Linked DNA regions of Sus scrofa: regions 2 and 3 are each linked to region 1. The links are chromatin contacts, called in public Hi-C and promoter capture Hi-C maps. All regions are on one chromosome and are shown on one strand. The core of a region is the stretch at or near the end of the contact, and the rest is flanking DNA. Distances in the headings are between cores, read along the strand shown.

The links. Promoter capture Hi-C pulls out the DNA fragments that hold promoters and counts their contacts. Hi-C and Micro-C count contacts between places; a contact is called where the count stands out from the background.
Region 2: a promoter capture Hi-C map of liver shows a contact between it and region 1, with 7 times the contacts expected there. The contact joins the promoter of MATR3 here to the promoter of EGR1 in region 1. A contact is called at or near these places in 1 of 5 promoter capture datasets (liver) and 1 of 47 Hi-C or Micro-C datasets (liver).
Region 3: a Hi-C map of heart right ventricle shows a contact between it and region 1, with 2.5 times the contacts expected there. The contact joins the promoter of SPATA24 here to the promoter of EGR1 in region 1. A contact is called at or near these places in 1 of 5 promoter capture datasets (fetal skeletal muscle) and 1 of 47 Hi-C or Micro-C datasets (heart right ventricle).

What each region holds. Positions count from the first base shown.
Region 1 is chr2:140,439,025-140,442,087 of Sscrofa11.1, reverse strand. It overlaps EGR1 (early growth response protein 1), which reads right to left and starts at 1,259. Exons shown (of 2, transcript XM_003123974.6): 1 at 65-1,259. The coding sequence starts at 371.
Region 2 is chr2:141,178,022-141,180,914 of Sscrofa11.1, reverse strand. MATR3 (matrin-3) reads right to left here and starts at 1,400. Exons shown (of 17, transcript XM_021084863.1): 1 at 1,290-1,400; 2 at 39-76.
Region 3 is chr2:141,291,610-141,294,676 of Sscrofa11.1, reverse strand. It overlaps SPATA24 (spermatogenesis associated 24), which reads left to right and starts at 1,483. Exons shown (of 6, transcript NM_001177922.1): 1 at 1,483-1,626. The coding sequence starts at 1,510.

The DNA.
Region 1 (3,063 bases), core at 10-2,509:
GGGCAGGACCAGATGCCAGGATGGTGGGGCAGGGGGCTAGCCCTCGGCATAGGCCACAGCTTACCTGCGGTCAGGTGCTCGTAGGGCTGCTCGCCCGCCTCCCCCTGAGGGTTGAAGGCGCTGCTGCTGCTGCTGTTGCTGCTGCCCCCTCCACCTCCACCGCCCCCGCTGCTGCTGCTGCTGTTGCTGTTACCGCCGCTGCCCTCGGGGGCTCCGGCGGCACCGAGGAACTGGGGAGCCCCATTGCTCAGCAGCATCATCTCCTCCAGCTTAGGGTAGTTGTCCATGGTGGGCGAATGTGGAAAGGAGCCGAAGGGGTCGGAGATCTGCAGTGGGGACATCAGCTGCATCTCGGCCTTGGCTGCCGCCATCCCGAACCGGCGGGCTGGAGAGCTGGTGTTGGGGCGGGTGGGCGCAGCCTGGGGCTGGAGCTGCGGGGGACACCTCTCGGGGGCCTGGCCAGGTCACATGCGGGGCGCGGTGCACACTGTGGAAAGCGCAGGTGGGGTCTGCAGGCTCGCCCTCGCCGCCGGCCGGTGTAGCCGCGGCGCTGCTACCGAGGCTGGGGTAGGGGCCGGTCTTTCGGCGGTGGCGGCAGCTGTCGGCGGCGGCGGCGGCGGCAGCTGTCGGCGGCGGCGGCGGCGGCTCCCCAAGTTCTGCGCGCTGGGATCTCTCGCGACTCCCCGGATCCGCCTCTATTTGAAGGGTCTGGAACGGCACGGACCCGCCTCCGTCGTGACGTACATGGCCATATATGGGAAGCAGGAAGCCCTAATATGGCAAGACCGGCCGGGAGGACCCGGAGTGACGCGAAGGCCCCTCTCCGAGAGCCGTGGGCACCGCCATCCCGCACCTCGGGCCTCATGCCGGCTCCCGCACCCGAGGTGCCACGGCTTCGAGGAAGCTTAGCACCCAAGCCGCAGCTGAGAACTCCCGGACTCAAGCTGCTCCGAAACTCCCCGGCCTTGCCCCCGCCCCTTCCCTCCGCCTTCTTCCCTCCTCCCGGAGCCGGAAGCAGCCAGGCCATATCGGGGCGCTCCAAATAAGGCGCTGCCCAAATAAGGGTGGTTCCGGCGGGGGATCCTTCCTGCTCCTTATATGGCGTTTCCGGGTCGCTGCTTGCTGTTCCCTGGCGCCCTCCCTCCTCCCTGGTTCCAAGCCGGGAGCCCAACTCGCGCAAGAGCCGGGGACACCCAGGCTGGGGGGGTTCGGGGAGCGGAGCGCTAGGCGCACCGCGGCTCCTCGGCGAGGACTGGGCTGGGAAAGCCCGGGCCCGGGGCGGGGGCGAAGGCGAGTCGGACTGGGGTTCTCGTGCCGTCATCCAGGGCTCACCCGCCCACCTCTGGGACCGTGGGAGCCGGGCGGGAGAGAAGGGGAGGAGCGGCTGTGCTGGCCGGGGCAGAGGCCGCCCAGGAAAGGCGGGGCCCTGACCCCCAGCCTCGGCCAATGGCACGGCGCCTTTCCAGGTGTCGCTGGGGAAGTTGAGGCTAGGAAATAACAGCAGATGGTTCCTGGGTTCCTGGGCAGTAAGGTGCGGTGCGGCGGCCACCTGCTTCTCCTCCATCTGCCAATGGGCTGGGGCTGTTGGGGCCTGGGGATCCCTCTGCGCCATCAGAACCGAAAGACTGTTTCTCGTCCCTGCTGGGGAAAAGCCCACGTTTGGGTGGCTGGACGAAGGAAACTGGTTACCCCTGGAGAGACCTGAGTCCTGTTCACACCAGGAGCTAGTGGTCCTTGTGATAATGGGAGACTTTCCCACCTTTATCCGGAACAGGTGGAGGAGGGGCGGGCGGTGTGGGAATCTGAAAAGGAGGCTTTTCTATGGGCTCTCTGGGGACCCCAAACTAGCCCGAAGAGAGGACTTCCTTAGCGGCTTGGTGCTGCCCTCTGGAGGTCCCCTCTCCGGCTCGGTTCCCCCGGCCCCTGACCGTGTGGGCTCTTCCGCCGCCTTTTTGCTCCCCCTCCCGGCTCCTGTGCTGGGCGCCGCGCCAGGCCGGGGGAGCCTTAGACGCAGTGAACGCGAACTGAGCAGGCGCCGAAGCCCGGGCTCCCCCTGCAGTCCCCGGGGAGCCGCCACCTCCAAGGCGGGATAACACTCCCCTTTCCGAGCCAGGCCAAGGTGGGGGTGGACGGGAGGAGGCTGGAATGGTTCCCGGAGGTCTCCCGGGACCATGCAAACACCAACGGAGAAGCCCTCCCCATTCCGTCCTCACCCGACTCCCCACCGTCAAGCGCACACCCCACACAGAACAGGGATTCCGGTAGGCTCCTGCTCTAGCTCTGAATCCAGGGGAGGTGGTGTTTTTCTGAATTTAAAAAGAAAGCAGAGAGTCTGTGTGTGGAAGGAAGGTGCTGACGACACTGGGAGAGAAGAGAGTGAGCTAGGGTCTCCTTGAACCGAAACAGCTTCCGGAGGTAGGGGTCGAAGAGCAGGGGTGGGGGACACTCCCACCGCTTAAGGAGTGGTCCATTAGGGGCAGGGGCAGGAGTGATGAATCTCTCTGAGGCCTCCTGCTGGGCAGCAAGGCCGGGCGGGTCAGAGTCAGGTGTCGTGTCTAAATGCCCATTTTGCTACTCCCTGGTGGGTTACCTTGGCCAAGCTTTTTGACTCTCTCTTCAATTGTAAAATAGAGCTAATGCTAATGATACCCACATGGAAGGATTATTGTGAAGACTGAAACTTCACAGGGACTGCCATCTGTGAAGTCTGAAATCACAGTGCTTGACTCTTGTACTTGGCATTCAGTCAACAGTGGCTATTATTATTTTCAGGGGCTTTTGACCCACAGGGCCGCCCACAGTTCACCCATCCATCTTCATCCTCCAAGCAAAGCCTAGTGACCCTTTTCTGAAAAGTGGTACAGAGAAGGAGAAACATGCCAATTCTAACACAGGAGACATTGTCCTGAAGAGCTAATCTGAATCCTTTTGCTGTAGTCGGACGTCATTTCCAAGAGCAGAATTTTTTAACCTTGACTGTGTAGCAGAATCATGTGGAGCTCTGAAAAAGAAAGGTTTTCCCCTAGACTAACTGAATCACAATCTTCCTCTGCTCACGAGGGC
Region 2 (2,893 bases), core at 151-2,650, 740 kb before region 1:
AGCTGGGGCCAAAGGTAGGTTAATGGGGTTGCACTCACCTGGGGCTGCATCTGCCCAAAGTCCACAGCTGGGCCCTCTGCAATCAAAGCACTCCAGGTTAGAGTCAGCCAAGTTCGTGAACTCTTGTGTGGCGTTCAAGACTCCTACCCTCAAAACCCCTTAACTTAGTGAGGCCTGAGCCCCAGAACAATCAGACAACAAAATAAATAGTTCTCTGGATCAGACCTATTTCATAGGTCATTTTCATTTGTATCTCACAGTAGTTCCACAGCAGCAAGTTAATAAGTATCAGGAAGCTTGGCTTTGTTGCTTAGCAGCCATGTGACAGTGGGCAAAAAACTCTCTGGACTTCAGTCTCCTTACTGATCGAATGGGGGTGTTGATAATAGTATATAGGGTGGTTGGGAGATTTAAATGGAATATAAACTAAGCCTATAGGAAAGCATCTCCTATAGACTCTGGGCAGTCAGTAACATTTGCTTTTACCGGCAGCTCCATCCCAGGCCAGGAGATGATAAATACTGGTAAGGAGAAGGGCAAGTTAATCCTGGGAAAGCCATGGGCAGTGAAAAATTGGAAAGGCTGGTTAAAACTAGATCGACAAGGGCCTCAATTACATGAACCATAAAAGCAACCTTTTAAAAAATAATTGGATGCAGTAATGGATGTGAAAGGAACTGGAGGCAGTTAGGTTGCCATTCCTGCCAACGATCCAAAGGACCGGTTTAAAACATTGACCAAAATGTTTGCAAAATTTTTAATAAACATTCCTACCCCCTCATCCTTATAATTTACCTTATTTATGTAAGGTGAGGTTATCTAAGACTATATTCCCAGCCATCCTCGAATTTCACTCCTAACCAGCTGCAAACAATTTAGAGAAAACGAAAAAGAGAGGAAGCTCCTCGTCCAAATCGAAAAACAAATCTAAAAATAGCCTGCCCCCTTTCCGGGCTCGGGTTGAAGGGTCTGACCGAGCTCCACCCGAGCACGTGTTCCTCACAAACCTTCCCAAGTCCCCCGGCCCTGGTGCTTCAGGAGCATCGAGACTGGCTCTACGGGAGTCCGAGACCGGCTCTAGCGGACTCTCCAGAGACCACAAGGATGGTAGGAAAGAGGGGGCGACTACGATCCCCCAGCGTCTCTTGAAGATACCCTCCAAATCTTGGGTCACGAGGGAACGAACCCCGGTTTGGTCGCGTGCCTCGGAAGAAGCCCCTCCACCGCAGCCTTTCGCCTTTGGCTAGTAAACCTCCAAGGTGAGCTGTCCCTACTTTGCCCTTACTCACCCTTGGTGTCGGGAGCTCGGCAGGGACACTCCGGCCCCGGCGGAGGCCGCAGGGGAAAGGGCAGCCGGGAGTCGGGAGAAGCCCCGCCCCGGGGCGGCTACGGGGCGGTTCTCGGTGGGCGGGGCTAAGAAAACCCGCCCAACAAGGGCGGGGTTAGGAAAATAGGGGGAGCTGTGGCAGAGGTGATCATACTTCCTAGGGGTTAGCACCCAGAAGAGAAAGGGTAGGTATCCAAACCATCGCTGTGTTGATGAGACACCCATCCCATCCATCCTTACGGATGGAAAGGGCCCTGGGTTTGAAGCTGCTAAAGAGAAAACCTGGCGTGTGGTAGTGAGGCGGTGCTTCCGGTCCGCCCCCACCGAGCTCGGCGGGTTCATCTCACACGTGTGGCGCCTTTCAGTTGCTGCAAGCTCAGCCCACGCTTTTTCCACCTCCCACACAGATCCTCCTTCGGGCTTTCTTCAGCAGTTCTGTCACCCGGCGAATGGATCGTCCACCCACACTGGTCACCTTGGTTTTGGGATCTTTCCAGGAGATTTATGTCCTTCACTCCTATAGCCTAACCTGCGGGACCACATCCTTAGCTGAGCTGCAACAGCCAAAGAAAACAGGCTCGCTCTTCCAAACTTCCTTTCACCGTGGCACACCCAGCCTAAGAGGCCACATCCTTGATCTGGACATATTGCTCACCAAGTTACCAGCATTTCTATTCGACACTAAACAACTAGTTCCCTTGCTGGTTGGAGTCAATATGATTCTGTCCTGCTGAACAGTTGGTGAAGCTGAAGAACAAGGGCTAGAGGAGCAAGACCCAGCAGCATTCCTAAATCCATTCCATAATTCTCCAAATTCCAAAGCCACTTCCCAGCCCCTCCCTAGCATCCTACTGGCTCTGCCCACATATTGCAGCTGACACATTTGTCAGACAAAACCCTGGGAGTTAACCAATGCCCTTGTCATCTGCCAACAATTTTTTTTAATTTTAAGATTTTTGTTTTTTCTATTATAGTTGATTTACAATGTTCTGTCAATTTCTGCTGCACAACGAAGTGACCCAGTCGTATATATATATTTTTTTTTCTCACATTATCCTCTGTCATGTTCCATCACAAGTGACTAGATATAGTTCCCTGTGCTATACAGCAGGATCTCATTGCTTATCCACTCCAAATGCAAATAGTTTGCATCTACTAACCCCAAACTCCCAGTCCATCCCACTCCCTCCCCCTCCCCCTTGGCCATCATCTTTTCTGTAGGTAGTTTTATTTGTGCCATATATTAGATTCCAGATATAAGTGATATCATACGGTATTTGTCTTTCTCTTTCTGACTTCACTCATTATGAGAGTCTATAGTTCCATTCATGTTGCTGCAAATGGCATTATTTTCTTCTTCTTCTTTTTTTTTTTTTTTCCTGTCTCTTTAGGGCTGCACCCATGGCATATGGAGGTTCCCAGCAAAGAGTTGAATCAGAGCTATGGCTCCCAGCCCATGCCAGAGCCACAGCAACGCCATATCCAAGCAGCATCTGCGACCTACACCACAGCTCATGGCAATGCTGGACCACTAACCCACCGAGCAAGGCCAGGGATTGAACCTGC
Region 3 (3,067 bases), core at 234-2,733, 850 kb before region 1:
AACTTCCATATGCTGCTGATGTACCCATAAAAAAACAAACAAAAACTTGGACTGTGAAGTCAAACTGCCCATCAAAACCCTGTTCCAAGTCTCACTAGCTTGGGTGACCTTGGCTTGTTGAGTTATTCATTCTCATAGAAGCTGCATTTTCTCATCTGTAAAATGGAGACATTAGAAACTACTTTACAAGGTTATTATGAAAATCACATGAAATACTAGTAATAAGGCATAATGGGAGTTCCCCTCGTGGCTCAGTGGTAACAAACCAGACTAGTATCCATGAGGACATGGGTTTGATCCCTGGCCTCACTCCGTGGGTTAAGGATCCGGCGTTGCCATGAGCTGTGGTGTAGGTCACAGACGTGGTTCAGATCTGTTGCTGTAGCTGTGGTGTAGGCTGGCAGTGGTAGCTCCAATTCGACCCCTATCCTGGGAACCTCCATATGCCACAGGTGTGGCCCTAAAAAGCCGAAAAGAAAAGAAAAAGAAAAAGGGCATAATGATGTCACGAAGAGTCAATACTTAATAAATATTAGCTCTGGTTTACCCCAAGCATAATCTTATTTGTCTTTCAAAAAAAGCCCTCAGTAGGCATTGGCGGAGATGTGTGATCATCTTATCCTTCCCTGCTTCCATTTGACAAGTCTCCTGCTCGCCCACTTCAGTTCTCATCTCTTCAGGCTCTCCAGGGCCCTCCCCAGTGCCTTGACATGGCCACACATGGCCCCAGTGTGGCTGCCCGGAGCCTAGTACTGGAGTATGAGGAATCTTTTTTTTTCTTTTTAAAATGTATTTATGTATATATGTATGTATGTATATATGTATTATTTTCGGCCTTGCCAGCAGCACGCAGAAGTCCCCAGGGCCAGGGATGGAACCCATGCCACAACAGTGACAACAGTGGGTTCTTAACCTGCAGAGCCACCAGGGAACTCCAAGGAGCCTTATTCTAGGTAAAGCCACTCTCCTTTTCCATTCTTGAGCTCCACTTCTTTGCCTGGACTCAGGTCCACTAAGTGCTAAGTGTATTCCCAGGAGGAAGAGGGATCACAGGAAGCCGGAGGCTCCTACAATAAGGGGAATTAGCGATTAGAGTGGGATGATGAGACGTATGAAGCTAAAGATGCAGCGGTTGCCTTAGCTGACTCTTGCTTCGCGGACTTGCAGTTTAATGGGCCCAGGGGAAAGGCCAAGGGGCTGGTATCTGCTCCTCAGCCCTTACAGTAAGTATAGGTCGGGCCTGCCTGCTCCTCAGGCCTGTGTGAGAAACACCGTATAATACATGTTCAAATCCTCTATAAACTTCGATTACGAATGGTGTTAGTTCTCTGCCCCATGTGCCGCCTCTTAGTGAACGGCTCCTTTAAGAGGCGAGCCCTACCGCTGCTAACAAAGGAAGTCCCCGCCCCCGGTTGCCAAGGTGCTCTGTGGCGTCGCATTCTCATTGGTGGGCGACGGACGTGAGGCTGCCCGCGGCAGCCATTTCCAACGAGCTGGCGGGGGCTAAAGATGGCGACGCCCCTCGGGTGGTCGCAGGGGGGGTCAGGATCGGTGTGTCTCGCCTTCGATCAACTGCGGGACGTGATTGAGTCTCAGGAGGAACTGATCCACCAGCTGAGAAACGTGGTACGCAGCCAGGAGAGCTGGGGGAGAGGCCAGACTGGACGCCTAAATGGTGGGGACGGGGCCAGACCCTGTTCTGACGCCAGGGGCGTGCCTAGAGCACCTGCTAGTGGCGTCATCAGAAGGAGGCGGGGCCCAGTTGTGTTCTGGCTGGTAGGGGTGGAGCCAGAAAGGGGTAGTGTCTCATGAATATTTACCAGGGAATTTTAGACCTAACCAAGTTCTAGGGAGTTCCCCTCATGACCCGGTGGTTAACAACCTGACTAGTATCCATGAGGACGCGGTTAGATCCCTGGCCTCGCTCAGTGGGTTTCGGATCTGGCTTGCCGTGAGCTGTTGTGTAGATCGCAGAGGGCTGGCTGGATCCCGTGTTGCTGTGGTTGTGTTGTAGGCTGACAGCTGCAGCTCTCATTCGACCCCTTGGCTGGGAACTTCCGTATGCTCATAAAAAGCCCCCCCCCAAAAAAAGTTCTCTATTCTCATTGCCTGGTTGTACAGGGCCTGGTAGATATGCCTGTCTATTCGCTGAGCTTCGGTTTCTCCATTTCTTTATTTTTTTTAATTTTAAAATTTTTTCTTAGGGCCACACCTGCAGCATATGAAGGTTCCCAGGCTAGGGGTCGAATCGGAGCTACAGCTGCCGGCCTACACCACAGCCACAGCAACCCCAGATCTGAGCTGTGTCTGCAACCTACACCACAGCTCACAGCAGCGCCAGATCCTTAACCCACTGATCAAGGCCAGGGATCAAAACCGTGTCCTCATGGATCCTAGTTGGGTTCCTTAACCACTGAGTCACGAGGGGAGCTCCCAGTTTCCCCATTTCTAATTGGAGGGGACTTCAATGACGTCTCAAGGCCCTTATGTGCAAAGAACCTATACATCCTTCCTATTAGGGAATCCCCTCCCCGTGCTGAGTGCAGTAAGCACAGAACTGGCTCTTCACATGTTGACTTACAGGCTTCCAACCCCATTATGTACCTTTGCTTTTGCCTTATCAATCAAACCCCAGTTCTTGGGTGCAAAGCTTTGGAGCCACAGATTACCTGGACAGGCATGGTAAAGTCCTGGCCAGCTAAAGTCCATGGTTTTTCTATTTTTGTTTTTTCTCGTGATAAGAAGGCAGAGTCAGAATAAAACTGACTTCACACCTGTTTCTTGCTCTGACAGTTGTATGCAGTTCTGGGCACTGAATTAGCTGGGTACTTGGGTACCCAGGTCTTTTGGTTGGCAGCTGGCCTTTGCATATGTGTCCTCACTCTCTGGAACACTTTTCTCTTCCCTTCTTTTCTTCTGGCCCACCCATATTTAGCAGTCAGATACCAGGTGGACATCTCTTTCCCTCGAAACAGTTCTGACCCTTCCCCAGGCCGGGTCTGGGCCCTCCTGTGGCTACCACGGCCCTCTGTACTTCATCATGGCCCACACCACACTGGAAGGGCTG